4 separate regions of the Mus musculus genome follow, and regions 1, 3 and 4 are each linked to region 2. The links are chromatin contacts, called in public Hi-C, HiChIP or PLAC-seq and promoter capture Hi-C maps. All regions are on one chromosome and are shown on one strand. The core of a region is the stretch at or near the end of the contact, and the rest is flanking DNA. Distances in the headings are between cores, read along the strand shown.

Region 1 (5,782 bases), core at 766-3,265, 480 kb before region 2:
CTAAAATGAAGAATAGAAAACATTCCCCAAGTACTTGTGGGGTGGTGGGTGAGTACTGGCCCTTTGCTGGGGTCTTCTCAGCAATTTACTGGGTGGCTGTTGAGGCACCACGGAGCCCAGAGTCTGGCCTCCTCTGAGTAGTACTCTGGAGAAAGCACACAACGAATGAACAAACCAGTCTTGGCTCTAGAAACACCTCATAGTTATATTTAAATTCAACAGGACTTCAGGAATTCCAGCATTTCTAAGACAGATTTTTCCTCCTCTTTGATAATTCCCTCATCTAAGATGTTTTAAATGGGGCAGGAGGGGTTGCTTATTCTGTAATGTTTTCTTTAGGTGAGTAGAATCTCCTTAGGCTTGGTGACTGAGAGCGCCCCCCACCCCCAACTAGCCTTGCCAGGACAAATAGGCAACTAGACGACTCCTTGTCATGGTAACCAGAGGCAAGGAAGAGAGAGGATTAAGGCGGTGACTTCTCTTCCCTTAAATCGGCAGAGGAGCTGACTTCAGCCTCAAAAATCTAGACCCTAATTCTGACTCTGTCCCTAAATCAATGACCTGTAAAAAGTCATTGCATTGTTGTAGATTCCCTTCCCTAGGGGAGATGCCATAGGTGCTTTTCAGGGTCTAGACACCAGCCCACTGCAACACCCAGAGGCAGAAGCACCAAGGCAAGCTACCTCACAGAAGATCTTCCCGTTGCCTCCCACTGACACTCCCCACCCCACAGAACTGGAATTAACATGCCCACCAAACCTCTGGGACCTGAGATGCTCTATAGTGAGACTAGTGAATGCCCGCTCCAGAGCCTAGCTCCGGATTGCGGGCAGCAGCAAGTCCGAATAATTTGGGCGGGATTCTTCTTCCTGAAGCAGACAGCCCTCCACACCCACAGCTTACTGACACGCTGTCACCCTCCCACCCAGCCCTGGTATTGGAAGGGTTGCAGAAAAGCGCAGAAATGGAAAAACTTCGGGACCGTCCTGCATCCCCATGTCTTCTTTCCACCTCGACAAACGCCCGATCTCCCCTGGGAGCAGTAGCCCTGTCCCAGACTCAGCTGATATCTTTCCTCCTCTTTCCTACCGCTTTGAGTATCCTGAGATCCCTGCCATAAACCCAATGGGACCCACGAGTTTTCTCATCCTTTCTCAGGTATCTGCCGCCTATCTGATCAGCTGTTCATGTAACTTTGTTGATTCTCTGGTCAATTGGCCTTCCCAAGAGAAGATGAAAGCCTTATGGGGCACCCAGAGGACAGGGGGGGGGGGCGCGTTGGGGGGGGGAGTGGGATTTGAACCCACATTTCCTTGGCTTTAAAACTGCTACTCGCTCTACACTTCAGTTTAGCGCCCCCATACCTTAAACTTGAAAAATCTCTGGTCTTTCTTAATTCTGTGTACTCAGAGCTGGAGCCCCTCCACGTGTTCCCATTCACTTTGAGTCCGGGCAGCAGTTGAGTTTGCTCAACTTCCGTGTGCATGCAGCGGAGGTCGTGAGAGTCTCAACACACATACCCAATGTGGGCACCAAGGCACGCCACCCCCAGCACCTAGGCGCCTGTCCTCAGCAGCATTCCCAGATGCCCTGGGACAGAGCTCCCCTGGAGAGAAGGAGCCTTTTCTTTACCTTGAAGAGTTGGACTCGCTCCTCCAAGAACTTCAGTCCTTTATCCCTGCGAAGCAGCTAGGGATTCCTGGGGGCTGCCAGCCCCGGGTCTTGCTGCGCTGCAGCAGGGATGCTCTGCGCGGGGGGGGGGGGGCCCTGCGAACCCCTTCTCCCGCCGGCGTCTTCTCCGCAAGTCCCCTCGGGCGGTGGCCGCAGTGGTGGCTGGCTGACTAGGTTTCGGAGCAGGGTCGATGAAGGGAAGGGACACAGAAAGGTGCCCGAACTCCCTCGGCACCTGCGTCAGATGCTAGCCGGCGAGGATGCGGAGAGAGAGTGAGGGACCTTGAGCCGTTCCGCACGCGTCCTCAGCTCTGTGAGCCCCTCTGGCACCGCGGGGAGGTAGGTGGGCGGGAATGGTGCGCGGTGACACATACATAGGGGCGGGCGGGGGAGGGGAGGGCACACACGAGGGGTGGGGGCGAGCGCACAGGGAAACCCCACCCCCGGGGCCAATCTGCGGGGGGAGGGGAAGGCAGAAACGTCCGGAGCGCGCAGGACCCGGGCTGGGGACCGCGCTCAGCTGGGGAAGGCTCCGGGCGCGCAGGGCACGAGAGGAGCGCGGACCCCGCAGCTCCTGGGGCCGCGGAGGAAAGCTGTGCGGGCAGCACTGGAGGGCCCGCGTCTGCATTGCGGTCGGCAGCTCCGCAGTCCAGGCGGCCCCGGAGGGCTGCGCCCGCAGAGTGCCGAAGGCACCCGGCTCCTGCTGTCAGGGTAGCAGTCCGGTGCTGGGGTTGGGGTCGGGGTGTTTCCCTGGTATCGGGATGCGATTTGCAGCTGATACCCAGAAAGATGCCATCGCACAGGACGACCCCCTACTCTGGGAATGCGATTTGAAAGAATCTTCATAGAACACTGTTGGAAAGTTTTGGGGGTGGGGTACCCCGAGACGCAAGGGCGGAGAGAGGAGATGAGGCAGCTACAGAGGCACAAGGCACAAGGCTGAGGGCGCGGGGAGGGGTGTCTTCAAAACGCAACATAGACCAAGGACATCTCAAGCAGGAATTCGCTACGGCCTGGCCTCTACAACACTCTTTAATAAATTTGTTTCCCGGAAAAAGAAAAATCTAAGAGTCTTTGGATCCCTTCTATAAGCTAGTTGCAGCATACAGTGATTTTAATTTCTCTAACGAGTCCAATAAGTTAAATATTACAACACTACCTCTCACCTCCCAACAATGCTCACATATACCATGGGGCTCAGAAAGTGGTGGAGTTGTCCAGCAAGTTGGGGCTAACTTCAAGTCAAGGTCACCCCTCACAGGAGCAGCTAGCTGGGCAAGCTGCAGTGTGTTTGGGGGCTGGGGATTCAGACCGCTGCTGGCCTTGAGAGGAAGCGGGTGTTCTTCTCATTAAAGCACAGTGGCCTCAGGCAGTGCAGTGGAAATCTCCCGAATCTCTCACTGGGCAAGAAGTGGGTTCTTTGCAGACTACAGAGAGAACCGACCAAGTTTTTTCTTGATGAGAGGTCAGAAGTGATGTGCCTCAGTTTCCCCAGGTTGACTATGCTGGAATTGTGTGCATACCTCACTGGCTAGTGGTCTTTGGGACTGGCCCTGGCCCAGAGCATTCTTTGACTGTTTCTTTCTTGTACAGGGGGTGAAGCCCAGGGTGGGCTGTGGCTCAGGTGTTCTGTTGGGTGGCCTGCCTTCTTTCCCACCTGTATATTGGCTGCTCTGGGTCACAGTCAGCACATTTCAATGGTAGTCAGCGCTGCTCAGAGGCTAGTGTGTTTGCTTTTTAGAAGAATAGAGTGGAATCTTATGAGTTATTTTCTAGAAACATCAATCTCTTTGTTAAAAAATTAAACTAAAAAACATTTTCTTAGGAAACACTAGTCTCTTAAAGTCTAAAGCATTTCTCAAGTCACGCTCTGGGTGACCACGGACTGTCCTTGTCTGCAAAGTGGCATCATATTTGACGTATATCCCGGAGGGCCTTGGATTGATGAAGAGCAATTCAAGTCAAAGACAAATATTCAATAGGTAATTCATCTTTGTAAATAAGGAAACAGATGGTTACTGATCATCGAGTAGTTTTAACGAACAGACAGCAGCCATTTTGTATATGCCTGATGCCTCGTGACCCCACGGACCCCCAGGTACCCACTAAAACATTGAGATTCTAAGTCACCCAGGCAGTGAAGGGCTGTAGGGACAGATGGATATGACACCACACTGCCTTCTGGAGGATGCACACAGCCCAGGCTAATGTCCATACACTTTGAAGACTCGATTCTGAGAACTAAAGTCACAACTTCAGAGAGCCCTGAGTGACACATAGACACTTGTCCCATCCTGTTCAGGAGTCACATTCCTTGGGCAGCCTTCCTGGTTCTGTTCATCTGTTCTCTGCTAGAATACTTTCTAATTTCTAAACTAGTTTGCAGTCACTTGGTGTCTTTGACAAGCCTCCTGATTCCACCTGCTGTCACTGGTGAGTTCTGACCTCTCTTTGCAACATGTGGTCCACAGACTGTCACGCCAGCTGGGAGCTTGGGAGAAACCCAGAGTCCCAGGCCCATCCCAAAGCTGTTGACGCAGAATCTTCACTTTCCCAAGGTTCCCCGAGGCATTTCGCACACTAGCTGGAGCATCGATATTGTGCTGATGTCACTCAGCCATCCATGCACTCACAGAACCATCGAAGGAGGCACTCTGTGGTGAAGGGCTCTGACAGTACACAGGAGACATCCCCTTCGATAGCATGCTAACTGTTTCCATGACAGCCCCACAGACCGGCAGCACACTCTGCTCAGACTTACCCGTGGGTTTGACCTTCAGAGGCCATGCACCCCTTTCCCGTGGTTTCTAGTATTTAGGATGCTCTCAGGTTATTGTAGCCGCCTTTGCTCCTGTCTCAGGGTGAAATCAGGAACAAAGTGGGTCCATTTCCACCCTCTGTCAGCGTCCCTTGACCCTCTTGTACATGGTAAGTCTCTCCATGGGTCCATTTCCACCCTCCATATTTAAATAAGTCTATCATTTTCTCCCTCACCAGCTCCTTCTTTTGGGCTGGGCATCCATGCTTCTTTCCATCCTTTCTCGTTTGTCTCAACCAGTAGCCCTTGCCTGGCTCATGGAAATCTTCACTAAGTGAGTCTGCACTGCCCATGAAAGAGTGACTTAAAATGGAACTCAAGCTTGTTGAATTCAGTCTTGTTTAGGTTACAACAAACCACAGGGGAGAAGGGGGGTGGGCTCATCTCCTTTGACTTGCTTTGAATCCTGTGCTTTTAGTTCATGCAACTTAAATCTTTGGATCTTTCTGATAGTCTCACTGAGGCTGAGCCTGCCACTTTTCCACCTGTTCCACTGTGACTCTGTGCCTTCCCTAGCTTGTCCTGGTATGACGGATGGGTGGGACTTCATCTTTGCTGTTGATTACCCTCATACAGCTTACCTCTCCAGAGAACCTTGATGCTATTGCTCTCAATAGCGGACCTTTTAATGAAGCTCACCGGCATACTGCACCAGGGTTCTGCTCTACCCGGGATAGCACCTAGGGCCGAAGCCTAGAGTGGGACCCTGGAGGCAGCCCTCCCACGACCGCACAGCTCTATATTCCAGTTGTTATGGTGGTGTAACAAACCTGTCCCATATTTAGTGGCTTAAAACAGCAGTAACCATTCCCCATTGCCTGTGGTTTCTACAGGCAGGAATTTGGGAGAAACTCAGATGGGCACTTCTGGCTTGGATTGTCTCATGAGGTTACACTTGGATGCCAGTACAAATGCAGTGAGCTGATGGCTTTCCCGAGCCTCGGGGATCCACAGCTTAGGTGGCTGGCTCATGCAATTGGCAGGTTGGGGCTGGCTGTTGGTTAGCAGCCACAGCTCTTCTCCATAGGGGTCTCCTTTTTGTAGTTGCTGAGTGTCCTCATGGCACGGTGGCTGACTCCCACCATGGTGAACGAGGTAGAGGCCAGACAGGAATGGAATACTTGTGGTTCCTTTTTAGATTTGGGAGTCACACATGTCACTGCCACTGTTATTGGATTGGTCCCAAAGGCCATCCCTGAACTAGTGTAGGCAATAGTGTCATGGAGATAAAGATTGCTGGAGGCCACTGTTGGTGGCTCTCCTGTGTTCTTCATTGACCCTTAGAATACAAGC
Region 2 (5,273 bases), core at 254-2,753:
GGAGAGAGCAGTCCGCCCACCCCCTCACCAGGCTGCCAGCTCGGCGCACCCGAGGGCTGAGCCCAAGAAGCTGGCCTCCGACGGTGCTGGCGTGGTGCTTGCCAAAAAATGCCCTTCGCATCTCAATTTCCTGGCCGCTTCTTTCGCATGAATCGCTCGCCCTGGGCCACCTCGGTTCTCCAGCGCAGTCCTGCAGGCGCTCCTTCCCTCTTTCTCTCCTTCTCTGGTCCCTGTTTGTCCAAGGCGGAACCCATAACGCACCGCCAAGAAGGAGCAATAGGCTCAGGGGCACTCAGTGTGCCATGCCACGCAGTCCCCTCCCAAGCTGAGCCCAGCTCCCGGGACTCTTGATTACCCAAATGAGTGTCATTCAGATCTAGGTCTGCACGTCTGCGGCCGGCGTCCCTGGCTGCCTCGCTCGGGTTCCTGTGCGCTCCTGATTCCCGTCACTGTCCGTGAGCCCGAGACCCTCACTCAGGCTGGGGAGCATCCCGGGTCACCTGGGCCACGCTCATTTCGCTTCCTCCTGCGGAGGAGATTGCAGCAAAACCGGGCAGCACGAGGGCCAAAAAGTGGAAGGGAGAACGCCTTTCGTGTTGCTCAGTCAGCTTGCCAACTCTCCCTCCCCAACGCCGACCCTCGGAATCCCAACTGCAACTTTTCCTTTCCGTCTCGTTTTCCCCTCGGCTGCAGCGAGCGGGCGCGGGCGTGGAGCGGGCGGGCAGCGGCGCGGCTGCGGGTGGCGGTACCGGCGAGAGCCGAGAGCCGGCGAGTGGGTGGGTGGGTGGGGAAGCAGGAGGGAGAGGACGGGCGGGGAGAGAGAGGGGTGTGGGGAGGGGAGGGAGGGGGAGATTCCGCTCTCCTGCCTCTCCCAGCCCGGGCGGGGGGCGGGGGGGGGGGAGGAGGCCGCGAGGAGGGAGGGGAGGAGGGAGGGAGGGAACCGAGGAAGACGCTCCGATAACCCGTGCGTTTCGTAAGGCTCGGAGCACTTGTACATTTCTGCAGGCGCGTAGCGAGCCATTCGCCGCGACTGCTGCAGCTCTGACTGCATCTTCCTTCTCCTCCTTCCTCCAGCTCCGCGCGTGTGTATGTGAGTGTGTGCGAGTGTGTTTTGCAGGTGTGTCCGTTTTAATTCTGCCTAGGAGGTGGGACTTGGTGACTTTAGCACCATCTTTTTTTCTTTTTTTATTATTATTTTTGCCTTCCCACCGTCTGTTGTTACAACCCTGCAAAGTCTCGGAGTCGGAGAGCGCGCCTCGTTTCCAGAGCTTCTGGACCCCGCAAGCCGGCGAGCGCCGAGCCGGCCACCATGCCCGGCAGACCGCGCCACTAGGCGCTCCCCGCGGCTCCCACCCGGTGGCGGCGGCGGCCGCGATGGTTTCCGACGCTGAAGGATTTTGCATCTGATCGTTCGGCGTTTCAAAGGCAGAGGCCCCCCTCCCCCTTCCCCCCTCCCTCGCTGTCTTTGTTTCCTTCCCCCCCTGCTCTCCCCACTCCCCCCACCCCACCCCCCTCTCCTCTCCTCCTCCTCCTCTTTTTTAGAAGCAGCGATCGGAGATGGATGTCTCTCTTTGCCCAGCCAAGTGTAGTTTCTGGCGGATTTTCTTGCTGGGAAGCGTCTGGCTGGACTATGTGGGCTCCGTGCTGGCTTGCCCTGCAAATTGTGTCTGCAGCAAGACTGAGATCAATTGCCGGCGGCCGGACGATGGGAACCTCTTCCCTCTCCTGGAAGGGCAGGATTCAGGGAACAGCAATGGGAACGCCAGCATCAACATTACGGACATCTCAAGGAATATCACTTCCATGTAAGTCAGGCGGCCGCTACCCAGCCCGCCCCCCACCCCCGCCCCAGCTTCGCGTCTCCGTCTTGCCCGCCCGCGGCCCGGGAACTGGCCCTGCGCTCCCCAGCTCGCCTCTGTTCGCAGCCCGCCGGGTGCGCATCAGGCTCGCCCTGGCTCGGGAGATGCTGTAGGGCTGCGTGTTTCAGGTGACTCCAGCCCTAGCCAGGCGTGATTTGATGATGCTGGTGGGTACCTCTCCCTGGAGAGGACCCTTCCGGGCGGAGTGCACCCGGGCCCAGCTCCTGTCCCCGCCCCCACCCTCTGCCTGCTCGTTTCGAGGGTGCGAATTGGGTTCTATGCCCCCCACTAAATAGCAACAGTTTGGCCACGCTCAAGTGGAATAAAGTAGAGGCGTCTCGTTTCCCTGACAGGCGGTGGCAGATAGCGGCGGCAGAGGCAAAGCTTAGCCTAGCCTTGGAGGGAAGGTGACAGATAGGGACTGCTTGAGAACCAATCGGGATTTTTTAAAAAAAAAACTGTTTCCCTTTGGAGAGAGCAAAACATGCCAATAAGTAAACAAGTTGGAAGCTGGCTTCTCCCGAGGAGACTTCGGACGTGTTCTGGCCGTCATGGACGCCTACCTCTTTGCTTTTCCTCCCCCCCACCTCCCGCCGCCTTCTCCAACCCCATTTTGGGCATTTCCGAGACATCCCCCCCTTTCCCACCCTCATCTGCATCTGGGCGCCTACAGACCCTTTCCTGGCTTGGGCTTCCATAACTGCCCAGGGTAATTCTGAGTCAGGTTGCTGGAGGCAGGAGAGAGAGGACGACCTGGGTTTTGGGAAGGAAATTTCTTTCACAATTCTGCGGTTCCTTCCCCCCACCCCCTTTCTCTCAAAAATTGAACTCTGCGTGGCGTTTGGCTGGTTTGCCCCGGCTGAGTGGGACCCTGTGTAGTGGCCTGCTCTTTTCTTGTTGTGTTTCTTTGGTAGGGATGGGGCCAGAGGCCTGTGAAGGAGTGAAAGGAAGAGTCAGGGCCAGGAGCCTGCATAGCCTTTCTTTCATTCTTCATTCTTCAGCCAGGTGACCACCACCCCTCTGACCTCTCTGCCCCAGGAAGGAGAAGGGTGTGGATAGCTCTTGGATGCTCGGAGGGCAGCTCATTGGTTTTTGCCCCGTGCTCTCATCCCTTGGGAGCCCCAGGACTGACTAGGACGGTGGCCAGGCTCTGAGGGAGACGTTTAGGGTAGCTCTTTGCCTTGGGGACGGACTAGAGCAAGAAGGGACCCAGTGTGCTGTGGCTACTGCCCTCTCAGTGTCCACCCCCTCCCCTCTTTGCTCCAACCATTGCCTCAGGACTACAAAGCCTGAAGGAATTGGAGTCAGGCTCTCTCCAAAGCCCACCAGTTCTCTTGGTATAAGAGAGACCAGCTTGTGTTCTTGCAGCTTACACTTTGAGGGAGATGAACAGCCCCAGAAGATGTCCCCGACTCCTGGAGACAATCCTGACCCATATCTTAGCTCTGCCTTTCATTCCTTACTACCTCCAGGATGGTCAAGGATGTCCAGATAGACAGCAAAGGGGTAAGGGGAGGGGAGAAGAGAGCAAAGGAGAAGCCTCTACCCACTTGGAGGCCAGTGTCTGTCCAGGAGCAAGGTCTGGAGGAATATGTTTCAGGGAAGCTTGGCCCCTGGATTGTAGGGATGGCTGCAAAGAGCTTAGTGGCCTGTGCTCTGGAGTTGGGCATGGAGATTTTCAGGTGATTGGATGTGCCAAGGGCTGGAGAGTTTGGGAGCCAGTGAGCTGTGTCTGCCTTGTTCTCTGCTCTAAGGATGTGTATGTCCCTGGGAACCCTCAGGGAGGCAGGATTGGTCACAATCAGATAGGCTCTTTATGGTCACGAAGAGGTGTCACACCTCTCAAAATGAGGTTTGGGGAAGCGGTTCTATGGGGGGGGGGGAGTAGGATTAGTTGTTCCCCGGAGACATTGGTGGGAGGAGGGGACACAGTTGGCCTCTTGCTCCTCTCCTGGCATTAGAGGATCCCAGGAGAGTGCCTGTGGCGATCTGAGCAGGGAGACTGGGAGCCGCTCAGTGGGAACTGGACTCAGCAGCCATCAGGACTCTCTCCTAAACCCATCTGACATCAAAGAGAAAGTGGTAGGGAAGGTCAGAGGTCAGGGGTTAGATGACCCTCCCTCACCCCATCTTCCCCCCAGTGTCCTGTTATGCCTGCGTCTGGTATTGACTAAACTCAAGAAGGGGCTCAGACTCCCACTCCAGAGGCAAGGAGTCCCGAGGAGGGAGAGGATTCATGTTCATCCAGGGAAGAACATGCCCTTGTTGCTCTCTTACTCTTTAAGACATGGAAGATTAAGGGAAAAGGTAGCCTTTCCCAAGCCCGCCTTCCATCGGATCTTAGCACTGAATAATGGGCTATACAACATATATCCCAGGTCCCCAACCCAAGGCCTGCTGGTAGAGGTGGGGCTTAAAGAAAGAGAAGCACAGGGCAGGAGAGGATCCAACCCTAGGGGGGCCTGGGAAAGTGTCCTTCAGACTCGTGTGTCTAGAGATCCAGGGTCAGGAGGGGGCATCGCCTGTCAGCCTGGAGCTCTGGGTGATGGCGTGCGGCTGGACAAATTCTAGGCATGGAGAGACGGCGTCTCCTCAGGTTCTTCTCAAGTATCCATCCTCCGAGAGTGAACTCTTTGTGCTGAGTTTTTAGACAGACAAGGTTTTGTTTCCTTGTGGCCCCAACTCTTGTGGTATCATTCTGAGTGGTGGCTGTGCCCATCCAGAGCTTTGGGTAGAAGAGACCTTGTTAATATAAGGAGGAAATCAGCAGCAAGCATCAGGGCAGAGGGGTAGACCTCGTCTCCATCTCATCATAGTACTCCAAAGAGTCCATAGCTGCGCCAAAGGGTCCTTCCTGCCTTCTGTTTGTTCCCTTTCTGTTCAAAAGGGCAGCCCTTTCTTTTTCTTTTTTCTTTTTTTTTTGCTACTGTAGCTCTTAATACACCATAAACTCTTCCAGAAGGGTCCATAGGCAGCCACACCCAACTAGACTCTGACGTCACAAAGGCAGGAGGGTGGTGGCCAAGATGGTGTGTTGTCTAGGCTGCCTCCTTAGGCCGGGCCTACAGGGTTGTGTTGGCTTGGGATGGCGTGTCCTTTGAATGGTGGAAAGAAGATGGAGGTAGAGACTGTGGCATCGCTGGGTCAGATGTTCTTGAGGTCGCTAGCCTGGGCTCGCAAAGACCATGTACTCTGGACTGGGGCACCGAGCCGCCATTTGTATACCAGCCTGAATTGCCACAGGGTTCCAGGTGTTTGGTGGGCTTTTAGTTTCCTGTATTTCCCCTTCCCCTGGAGACACTTTGCAGACTGAAGGGGTCACCTGGGGGCTCTGCTCTCTAGGCTTTTCGGTTTTAAGGAATGGGTGGGTGACCCAGCCTTGGCAAAGGTCAGTGAGAACTAGAGTCCTAGCTA
Region 3 (5,513 bases), core at 2,988-5,487, 460 kb after region 2:
AAATCTTGCTGGCATATGCAATAGTGTCAGCATTTGGAGGCTGATTATGGGATGGATTTCCGGGTGTGGCAGTCTCTAGATGGTCTATCCTTTCGTCTCAGTTTCAAACTTTGAAGGAGTCACATTTACTTCTTAAGCATCACAAGCATTGACCATGTGAAGCTTCACAAGTTACCCATTTCTTTCAGTATTAGTTCCCTGAGAACTTGGTCAAATGCACGGCCCTCTTCCTGAATATTTGTACTTCATCTTATGATATTAGTATAACCTTGAATCTAGGGGAATGGAAGTTGCTGTGTAGAGAATCCTCTGAGGCTTGGGGGTGACAGGCACTAGCATCACTTACTAACTCTTTAACCCAACATGCCAAAAAGTAAAGCTTTCATGGAGGTTGTAGCTAAGAGCTCAGGAAATCTTGAGTCTTAAGGTTTCATGGATAAAGGTCAAAAGATCAAAAAACAACTAAAGGAAAGGCGGTGGGAGACCAAAAGAAGCCTAGATCTGCTTACTCAGAAAACAGCCTGAAATAGAATGACTTAATTCCAAGTCAAGTATTCATCAATTCAGTTATTGATTGACCGAGGGAGTACAGCAGCAAGTCAGCAGTACTTGAGTCCTGACCCATACCAGATAGAAGAGTTTTACTCTTTACCGAAGGTCTATATCATGCCCAAGCTGAGAAAGGTGAGTATGGACAGCTGCCCCATGCAACCCTTCCAGCCATGGCTGTAAGGCTGTTCTCTTTTCATCTTTCGTCTTCTTTCTCTGTTTTACTTTTCAGTTCATTGAAAGGGATGGTCCATGATTTTTTGTTAAACTTATCACATTGTTTACAGTGATTGGCTGTCTCAGTATCCTCTTATGCTTGCTTTTTTGGCACATCAGGGAGAATGAGGCTTAGAAATGTTACCAAGCTAGGCATGGTGGTGCCTACCTCTAATCCCAGCACTCAGGAAGCTATGGTAAAGGGATTGTGAGCTCAGAGCCAGTCTGGCTTAGACCATGTGTCATTCTTTTGTGTGTGTGTGTGTGTGTGTGTGTGTGTGTGTTGTTCAAAATGGGCATTCAGGGAAATCTCCACATGCTAGAAAGAAGAGGATCTGGAGTTTGACTAGTAAGTTAACAAGAACTAAAGTGGAGGAACTTGGTGACAGAGATAGGGTAAAGTGGCAAGTGAAATAAAGCTCTTGCCTCCATATGGCTCAGTCTGACTGGCGTCACTTTCAATAAGACACACTTTAACAAGTGGAAGTGTGCCTGTGACTAGTGAAGACACCTGTATTTCTTGAAGGAGAGTCAAGTCTCAAGTTGACTCTTGGTGTTTGGTGACTAATTGTCCCCACTTTAGAAGAACAAAAAGCTTTCCTAATGTTGAGACTTCAGCGGCAAAAACCAGGAGAGGGAAGACAAGGCGATCCTCTGACTCATGGGTTTTGTATCCTTTGCAGAATTGAAGGGTTCAGAGAAGAACCAGCGAGTGACAGTGGCCTGACACCTGGTTATCTGTGGTACTAGAGATGCAATGGGTTTCTATTATGCTTGTCAAGACTCCATGATAGAGCTAGAACTTTGAAGGCTACAGAGAGCTGGGAAGAACACAGTCGAAACAGTAGTTCCTTGTATCCTGTTTATGTTGGATAAGTATGTTGCTAATGGCATTGTATAGCAACAAAACAAGCAAATGGCAGTGAAAGTTCTAAAGTGGGCACTCAGTGGCATTCTCATACCCGAGATATCCAAGTCCAAGAATTCTTTGTGGAAGAGGAAAATGATGGAATAATTCAATAGGCAGCTAGCCAGCTGGTCTCCCCAATTCTGTCAAATGTAAGTCTGGGGTTGGCTTTATCAGTTTGATCAGTACAACATTACTTAATAAGTAGGGTTGATTTCAGCTCTGCCATTTCACAAAGCATATAACCATGAATAAGTTATTTAATCTCTCTGATCCTTTGTATCCTCGTTAAATGGGATTACCTCATAGGGCTGTGATGTGGGGAAAATATGTTAACATTTGAAACCACTTGGGATTATTTCCTGATACATTGTAAGCCTCATAGATTTTTTTTTATGATTTCTAAATCTGAATTGACTTAGAAGAGGAAAGTACCATTCTTTGCAAGGTTAGAGAACACAGTTATGTTGAGAAAGTCATAGTCAAGCCATTGGATTTGTACTTAGTAGGCTGTTGGTGACCTTAATAAATGAAAAAAACAAACTGCAATAAATTAAGGACAGGGCCATAAGTGATTAGAAGCTCCTATCACACATTATACACAGAAGGTAGATGGGGAGAAGTGTCACTGGGCAGGTGGGAGATGTTAAGTTTCCAAGAGGACTCAGAGTCTCCTGCTGAGATCAAAGATTGATCTTCATTTCTAGTTTCCTTTTCTATTTTCCCAGCCTGACAAATAAACAAAATCCCAGCTGAGCTACCCCTGCTCCAAGGCCAGGCCACAGCAGAATTCAGCCATGATGTCTAAGATCCTGGTTGTTTACAATAGCTTAAATGCTTACAGAACAAGTACAGGAAATTACAGGTACCTTTCAGATGATTCTGCTTTTGAGGTCAGATCCATGAATGTCCTATTGGTTTATGATTCCACTAACAGCAGGCTCAGAGAGATGAGAGCTCTTACAGTTCAGTGTCCACACAAAGGTGACCAAAGGGTGTGGGCGGTTAGTATAAAAGAGGAAGCCAGGGAACAGCTGTGTGGTGTGAGCTTAAGATCTATGGCATTCTGCATGCATACTGTTGCCAGATGTTGAGCATACATTGCATGTGGGCTTTGCACAGATATGAAGCATAAATGCATTATGTAATAATTGCAAGTACATAAAAAAGACCAGTTTTAATAGACAGTAACCAAGTCTAAGAGAGGCTAAATAACTTTCCAGAACACAATGAGGTGCTTGAGCTAGAGTTGGGCATGTTTTAAGGATGCATATGCATATATATGAGAACATGTGTATGTATATGAGCACATATATGTATATGAGCACATGTATATGTACATTTACACCCACCGAGGTCCTTGTATATGGGACAGGGAGTATGTGAATTCATATGTACATATGTGTGGAGGCTCAGAGGACAACTTCAAGTGTGGTTGCTCAAACACTATCCACCTTGTTTCTCGAGGTTGTGTCTCTCAGTGGTTTGGACATCCCCAGCTACTCTGGCTATCCAGTGAGCTCCAGGGAATTACGTGTTACTTCCTATTCACAGCAGTGATTGCCAGCACATGCCAGTGTGCCTGGGTTTTATGTGTGTATCCTTGGGATCAAACCCAGGCTCTCATGCAAGTGAAGCAAATACGTTACCAACTGAATTATCTTCCCAGTCTTGGGATTTTGTTTTCCTTCCATTTATTTCCTGTGGAAAACTTCTGCCTTCTTTATCTTAAACTTCAGTTTCCAAGATGTGTCTGTTACTCAATGCTAAGTTAGCCAGTAAGAGTTCTATTAGAATCAAGTTTAATACTAATTCTAGTGCTATGGATTCTGATGATTAGGCCAAGCAGGAGACCAAGAACCTCTGTTTTAAGAAAATTCTAGAGATACAATTGAGTTATCTTTAATAATAATAATAATAATAATAATAATAATAATAATAATAATATAAGGAAAAATAACTCTTTTGGTAATTCAGTTGTATAGAGAGGTTGAGAGCCCTACAGAGAGCCACATGGAAAGTCCCCAAACTGATTTTGCTCTTTCCAGCTTTATAAAGGAGGGCGAAAGCATCAATTGTAGCCCTCATATGTTATCTTCCCTTCTTCATTTCAAGAAAGTAAAAGGGGAAAAAGGAAACACAGAAATCTGCCCTGAAATGGGTAAGAGTATAGGAGAAGGAAGTTAAAAAAAATCCCATGTATTTTACATACCTATTCTTTAAAAACAGATGCATGTGCACTCAGCAAAGGGAGACACGGGTTTAGTATGAGGTGGAAGTGGGTTTATATTCTCTCAGGGGGTTGGAATACTTGGCTCTGCTTTATGTCCTAGTGGTAAACCCTTGGACAGTCGATCATTCAGCCCAGTTGCCACCATTGTAGAGAGAAAGAGCCAGATTAGATGACTTTAAATGACCCCTTTACTACTGACATTCTGTGACTGTGTTCCTTGTAGATCCCACACTGCTCAGCAAGCAAAGAGGTCTGTGTCTCTCAGACTCTGGGGAGATTAAAAAAAAAGGGAGTGGGTAGAGGAGGAAAGAAAACAGACAGCTTCTATGCTGGACAGTGCGACCCGCCTGGTGTCGACAGATCAATGTCTGCAGGGTGGGAGGTGAGCAGGGCTGCAAAGATGAGGGACCAGCTACGTGATATTTCTCTGGCGACAGAACTCTTCAGTGCTGAAGTAAAGTAATTGAACTTAATGTCCAAACACAAATCCAGTCCATAAATCCAGGTGCTGTCTATTGGAAATTTCAGAAAGGCTCTGCCTTCTTTAATCTTATCTCTGCCAGACAGTTACTGTGTTCTTGATGTAATTAGAGTGATAAAACCGTGTGGTACAACTGCTGGTTTCTATCATGGCATCGCTGCTGTTGACTTAAATGACAAGGTAATAATTTTATAAGAGGCCCTTTATTTTTATTTCTCCCTCCATTGCGGATGGGTGTTTTCCAAATGGAGGATCATATCTTTCTAGATAAGCTCACCAGACACCAGACACCAGACACACAAGGGCTGCTTCATTCATTGCCATTTAGTCAAGTATCCACATCTCTCAAGGGGTGGTTGAGGTTGTTTTTAGTAGTTAAAATGATAGGGCTAGCTAGGGAGTTTTAGAACGTTAGCACATTTCTTGCAGAGCTGAGTGATTTATGCATCCTCCCAAATTAACCCTGGAGGGAGCAAAGCTGCCCTTTTCACCCATGTATTCTATGAGAAAGACTAAGTTTGTGTATAGTCTGTGCCCATGAGGGCACTATTCAAATGGATAGGTCCAAAGATAGACATTCTTGACCTTTGGTGGGGGCGGGTCAGACCAAAATAATCTAGAAAATAGTGTTAGACAGGAGGAATGGACATTGAAGACCTAAAATAAGTTTAGTTTGAAACCAAAAAGCCATTTGGAGTCCAAGGACAAACTCAAACCATCTTTGGAAATACAAAGAGCCCAAAGGCTCATGTCTGGCTCTAATTTGCACTTCTCTGGGAAGGCACTTTGGTGGGATCCCACATTCCAGCCAGACAGTCACAGGCTCACAAGTGACAAAGCCCCAGAGCTGACACTTCAGCACTGGAGATTCCAACACTTTCTTGTCAAAAATAAAATTCAGCACAAAAATTCAATGTTTAATGATTTGCAGATATGGCTAAGCAAGGTTCTTTAGAAACTGGGTGGCTGTTGTGTGCTCCCATGAAGAACTTCTCCCAGCATCTTCTAACTGTAGTGACTAGAGTGACAGGATAGAGTTATGTGGCTTAGAGACAAGAGAAGAAACAGTCTTCCTTTATTTCAACCCGAATAATTTTTTAGTTTCCTTCCATATGGCTGGCTTGCTG
Region 4 (5,263 bases), core at 421-2,920, 390 kb after region 2:
TGATAGTCAGGACCCAATTTCTACAACAAGGTGAAAGAGAGATGTAACCCAGGCAGTCCACATGGCAACTAGGATTGCAGAACTTTGAAGCAAATGGGAAGGATGGCTATGTGGATTCAGGGTCCGTGTGCCCTGGCCCAGCAGGTCCAGCACGAAGAGCAGCAGTAAGTAAGATCCACCCTACACTGCTCATCACCTCTGTACCCCCTGCTCAGGTGGAGAAGAAAACCAAGGCTATTCTCTAACCAGACTTCTGCCTGTGTGTGTTCTGCCTGGGCTGAAGCTGTTCTATGAGAAAAGCTCACATCTTGGGCTAGGCAGAAGTCCCAGGACCAAGGATGGGCTTTGAATAAACTTCTGGATATAACGTCTTTCATTCTTGCTCTTTCAGGTCATTGAATGCATCACCCAAGGCCGTGTCTTGGAGAGACCCAGAGTCTGCCCTAAAGAAGTGTATGATGTCATGCTGGGGTGCTGGCAGAGGGAACCACAGCAGCGGCTGAATATTAAGGAGATCTACAAAATCCTCCATGCTTTGGGGAAGGCCACCCCGATCTACCTGGACATTCTTGGCTAGTGGTGACTGGTGGCCAAGCATTTATACTCTGTTGCCTCCTCTCTCCCTGCTTCCTTTCCTCTTTTTCCTCATCTCAACTCCTTTCTTCCATTTTTGACGGAAACGAACATCTTCATATAAACTCAAGTGCCTGCTACACATACAACACTGAATTTAAACAAAACAAAACAAAAGAAAACAAAAAAAACCAAACAAACAAAAAGAAAAAACAAAAGAAAGAAACCCTGTAAGGCAGTTTGACATATATATTTATATATATATATAACTATCTATCTATCTATATCTACAGAGAATTACCTTCTCTAATACACAGAGAAGCTGCTGATACAGAAAACAGTAAGACATTAATAACTGAGAAAAAATTAAGTATTATTATTAACACAAATGAAATTCCCTTGACTTAAGCTGTGGCCCGTGCTTTTTTCAGGTCTGGCTTTTCGGAGATCTTAGTCTTGACCCAGCAGAGAGAGAGGCTGGGAAGAGGCGGGGTGGCGCACGATCTTCAGTGCGCAAGCGTGACCCATTGAAGGTGTCTGGCAATGAAACAATTCTGAAGTCCAAGCCCTTCGGAATCATCTCTGGTTTGCCTTTACCTTTGCCTCTACTCTTCCCCCTTTCCGCCTCTTTGGGACAATTTTCTAATTTGTCCATTCTATAAAGTATATAGTCCTGATGCTTTTTGGAAATCAATGATGACACCTACGGGTAAATACTGAACAAATACCAACACCAGACCACACAAAGCCATCCATGGTCGAGTAACCACCGAACAAGAAAGGGCAGAGGACTCCGGGGAGAGCAAACCCCACCTTTCCAGATGTAAATCTCGCTCACGATCCTTACTAGGTTTGAAGAGTTTCATCCTCTGAACTTGAAGAACTGGACTTGGTGGATTAAAGAACCTAGAAAGTAAGTACAGCCGAAGTCTAATCCTACCAAGGCACTGCCGCTCATCTTCCCATCTCTGGGAGGACTCTTGGCCTGTCCTTTCGTTTTCAGGCCCTTGGGGAGCTTGGAGGTTTAGTATCCACCTTCTCTGCTGCCATCCGCTAATGTGGACACAGCAGGCTTCAGGGCTCTGATAGCAAGAGACTTAGTTCCTCCCAGGTCCTAATTAGGCATCTCCCTTGGGTTGTATTTCTTATCTTGCTTCGCCCCTATACTGAGGTTCTATCAAATCCTGGGTAAACCGCACTGACAGGGAAGAAATCCAGGTGAGAACCCAAGGCACGTGCATTTCAAGGAGCCAGGCACTGGCACTGGCAAAAGCCAGCAGAGAAGAATCTACTTGGCACCTGTGCTGAGCCCTTGCCATTCTCCTCACGTTTTCAGCCCTTGGAAGGATTGATGCATCTGCCTTTGAGCTGTTGTGAAAAGGCAGAGACTGAGAAATCGCTTTGTGGGCTGGGTGTCGGGGGAGGGGCTGCGGCTTCTCTGGAAGATGTCCAACGAGTGGCCTGTGCCGCAGGCTTGGCATCTTAATGAGGACCAAGCTCTGACCCGGAATGAGAGAGAATGAAGCGTCTCGACTGGGACCAGTCCCCTGGGTCCCAGCGCCAGGGGAATCACTGCCTTCCCCACTGTGCACTGGAGGACTGCAAAAGTGAAGCTCTCACACACAACAATGAACCGCTCCAGGGAGCCAAGAGCTTGGCTGCACAGACAGGTCTTGCTGGGGAAAGAGGGTTGTGCTCTCCCTAGGGTACCTGTCTCTCCACCTCATCCCAAGCACAGAGCTACCTAACAGACTGACTGTTTTCTATCAGAAGCTCCCAGGAGCTGCTGACTAACCCCTCTCCTTGCCAGCTGCAGGAAGTCTACAGCCTGGACACCCTGACCAGTGAAGGCAGCTGAAGTTTGAGCAACTCTGTGGCCTGTTTAGAACTGGATTATGTGGTTGTGGATTTACTTTATTTTTTTAAAGACCAACACATGTTTTTATTCAATAGAAAAGAGCTGTGCTCCGATTGTAGCCATGGTTGGGATTCAGGGATCAGCAGGCTGCTCAGCTGGACTGGGGAGGGTGCTGGGCTAACTGGGATTTCAGAGTGGAACTTCTTACTGTACTAGATATCTGGCCCCTGAGTAGGGGAAAGCTCTTTGGATTGGTCCCTTCTTCAAAAGCACCCTTTGCTATCCTATGGTAATTACTCCTCTTATTACTTCTTGAATTGGTCCACCACCTGAGGCTTTCAGCCTCTACTAGAGAGGTGTCTGCTGGGTGGAAGTTTCCATTCAGGTTTTAATCTGAAAAGCTGGATAACTAGAGGGGAAGCATTCAGGCAGGGGCCTAGAGGGGCCTGTGGGGAATCTGTTGTCCAGTTAAAAGTGATGTTCCAAGATCTAACCTTTCCCAAAACAGTCTCTTAAGGCTTTCTGGTTTCGAAAGAAGTGGATAACTGAAGGCATTTATAGCCCTAGTGGGACAGTTAGGAGAAAAGACAAGACTGAACTTGCTCAGGTGTCCTTTGTTAGTTCCATGAACATCCGCATTGGCATCAGGGTTACCTTCTCTCTGTGTCCTCCATTATTAGCTGCCTGAGTAATAGAAGGAGAGAGAGGGCAGTGGAGATAGGAGGAGTGCAGAATGGGCCCAACCTTCTTACTCTCCTGGCATCCTCTCTGTGTAGAGTGGACTTTATATGTGAACCTTGGAAGGTGGAGAGAAAGGGTCTGAGGTGCTTTGGAGGGTAAGGAATGGAGAACAGGCTTTGGATAGTGAAGTGTATTCTAGTGCTCAGGGGTGTGCAGGGTGTCTCACTCCTTGCCACTCTCTTCACTGTGTCCTGTTTTCCTTATGTGTCCTCATTCTATTCTAGATCTGAGTTCTCAGCTTCTATCAGCATGGGGTCACCCTATCACTTGTTTTCTGAGGATCACTCTGGAATACCTAGGAAAGCCTCCTTTGGCCTCACGTGGGTTGAAAGCAGTGGTCTGTGAGGACATACTGTACTTAGGGTGGGATTGGTTACAGTGCATTGATCCTCTTCTTCACATTTGTCACAACATGTGAAAGGTCTAAAGTGTCTCAGACTATTTTAGGCCAGGGTGGGGGAGCATTTTGTCTCATTTTCTACCCCAGCTTTCTCCTAGACTGGAAAATTGTTATCAGTAGTTTATTTATGTATTTATTTATTTATTTATTTTTTAAAGAATCTAATATGCTCCGGTGAGTCAAGAATTAACATCCCATCAGCCCATGGAGCCTCTGCCAACTGTTCCATCCTCCTTTCTACATAAACACATCGACACCTTCCAAAAGCATGCTACATTAACTTGGTACTTAGCTTAAAGTCAACCCTATTACGAATGCTCATGAATTTTCCAGACACCCCATGCTTAACTCTGTGCCCTGTTACTGTCACCTGGACCCACCCTGAAGTGACAAAGAGTGACTTGAATGTCCACTATATAACAGGGTGTCATGGACAAGGATCCTCTTAGTTATTTGCTTTGAATGTGAACTTGATGGTCCTTTCTGATACATCTCTGAAGTGTGAGTGGTTGTCTGGGTAACTAAGCCTTCTCTAGTCAACACACAAAGGATTTTGGGCTTCCTCCACTCAGCAGATCATGCACAAGTTATTCTCAGAGAAAACTTTTCCTTGGAGATGAAGATCCTCCATTTTTCTGGGTTTTAACTGAACTGTGCTGTTCATCTCTGGTGACACACTAGTGCAGTACTTCTGGTGCTAAATACTACAGAAGCCAATCCTCACAGAAGAGTTTCAATACAGAAGCGAGAGTGAACCAACTGTACTGGAAGAACACAGCATACATCAGAAAGGCCACTGAGAAACCCTGCCTTAGTGCTTGGATACTCATGGGATTTGGGCTAAATCAGCATCTCTTAGATTATCAGTTTTCCCACACAAGATATATGACATTAGAATAGTTGCATCCTTAGGGTCCATTTCCATTTGAAAGGCTAAATTTGAGTCCCATCTACTTCTTTATTCTAAGCTTGTTTGCTAGAAATGAGAGATGAAGTGAAAAATAGGGAGGGAAAGGAAGAAAGGTTACTGTTGACAAAACCTAAGCATAATTAGTGCCTGGTATGTGTGAGGGACACTAGATCCAAGCACGCAAGTCAAGACATTAACATTTGTATTCTTCAAGAGAAACCATCCTTCTCTTCTAGTCATCTTCCCCACTTCACATGTCCACATTGGCAGAAGCTGGTCTGCCATATGGAGATAGTCCCGCCCACCTCCCATGCAGGGTCAGTAGTAATCTGAACCCTGGGTCAGAAACCAAGAGATTTTGTTGATGTACTTGCTTTTCCTGAGCTCGTTTACATTCAAGAATAGTCTCATGGCATATCTGCTTCCCTTTTCTGAACCAAACAACAACAGTATCATCTCTACACTCACCCGAGACTTTTAATCTTTGCAATACTTTGCTTAGTAGGGAGCATAAAATATTTGTGGATGATCAGTCAATGGACTCACATTTCAACAGTCCTGCTAGTTACCATCAAGCATCTCTGTCGTGTCTAGTGTCTGCATTGGATGGGCAGCAGCTTGCTAAAATATACAAGGTGTTTACCTTAGAGCAAAAAATGTCAGCTTGAGCTCAGATCTTGTGGCATGTAGTCCTTCACTATGATTTTATTTTTTTTTCAAGATTCACCTTACTTTGTACCAAATAAATTGTTTCAACCAATACTTAATAGGGCTGGAAGGG

Evidence for each region. Promoter capture Hi-C pulls out the DNA fragments that hold promoters and counts their contacts. A called contact is a pair of places that touch in the nucleus more often than the background predicts. HiChIP or PLAC-seq counts read pairs in DNA pulled down with a chosen protein or histone mark.
Region 1: a promoter capture Hi-C map of embryonic stem cells shows a contact between it and region 2. The contact joins the promoter of Acan here to the promoter of Ntrk3 in region 2. A contact is called at or near these places in 2 of 39 promoter capture datasets (both in embryonic stem cells), 3 of 484 Hi-C or Micro-C datasets (all in embryonic stem cells) and 1 of 115 datasets of contacts at active chromatin or transcription factors (embryonic stem cells).
Region 3: a Hi-C map of the N1E-115 cell line shows a contact between it and region 2, with 5 times the contacts expected there. The contact joins the enhancer-like site here to the promoter of Ntrk3 in region 2. A contact is called at or near these places in 3 of 39 promoter capture datasets (cranial neural crest, hippocampal neurons and stem cell-derived epiblast-like cells), 1 of 484 Hi-C or Micro-C datasets (the N1E-115 cell line), 4 of 115 datasets of contacts at active chromatin or transcription factors (embryonic forebrain, embryonic hindbrain, forebrain and 1 more) and 2 of 9 other capture datasets (adipose tissue and embryonic stem cells).
Region 4: an H3K4me3 HiChIP or PLAC-seq map of embryonic forebrain shows a contact between it and region 2, with 5 times the contacts expected there. The contact joins the enhancer-like site here to the promoter of Ntrk3 in region 2. A contact is called at or near these places in 1 of 39 promoter capture datasets (embryonic stem cells), 4 of 484 Hi-C or Micro-C datasets (cerebellum, cortical neurons and nephron progenitors), 5 of 115 datasets of contacts at active chromatin or transcription factors (embryonic forebrain, embryonic hindbrain, embryonic midbrain and 2 more) and 2 of 9 other capture datasets (embryonic stem cells and pancreatic islet).

What each region holds. Positions count from the first base shown.
Region 1 is chr7:79,049,459-79,055,240 of GRCm38.p6, reverse strand. It overlaps Acan (aggrecan), which reads right to left and starts at 2,015. Exons shown (of 18, transcript NM_001361500.1): 1 at 1,633-2,015. Gm26633 (predicted gene, 26633) reads left to right here and starts at 1,918. Exons shown (of 3, transcript NR_132432.1): 1 at 1,918-2,010.
Region 2 is chr7:78,574,068-78,579,340 of GRCm38.p6, reverse strand. Ntrk3 (neurotrophic tyrosine kinase, receptor, type 3) reads left to right here and starts at 1,503. Exons shown (of 17, transcript NM_008746.5): 1 at 1,503-1,805. The coding sequence starts at 1,558. It overlaps Gm39038 (a long non-coding RNA gene), which reads left to right and starts at 5,020. Exons shown (of 2, transcript XR_882235.3): 1 at 5,020-5,110.
Region 3 is chr7:78,120,020-78,125,532 of GRCm38.p6, reverse strand. No RefSeq gene overlaps it. Among named protein-coding and RNA genes, the nearest start is that of Gm39038, 450 kb to the left of the region's middle. Within about 2 kb of position 4,237, at least 6 of the 459 cell types and tissues checked have an H3K27ac peak or open chromatin away from gene starts, as enhancers often do. A contact at or near this core is called in the N1E-115 cell line, where this site is marked.
Region 4 is chr7:78,187,873-78,193,135 of GRCm38.p6, reverse strand. Ntrk3 (neurotrophic tyrosine kinase, receptor, type 3) reads left to right here. Exons shown (of 17, transcript NM_008746.5): 17 at 392-1,022. The coding sequence ends at 577. Among named protein-coding and RNA genes, the nearest start is that of Gm39038, 380 kb to the left of the region's middle. Within about 2 kb of position 1,670, at least 51 of the 459 cell types and tissues checked have an H3K27ac peak or open chromatin away from gene starts, as enhancers often do. A contact at or near this core is called in cortical neurons, embryonic forebrain and forebrain, where this site is marked.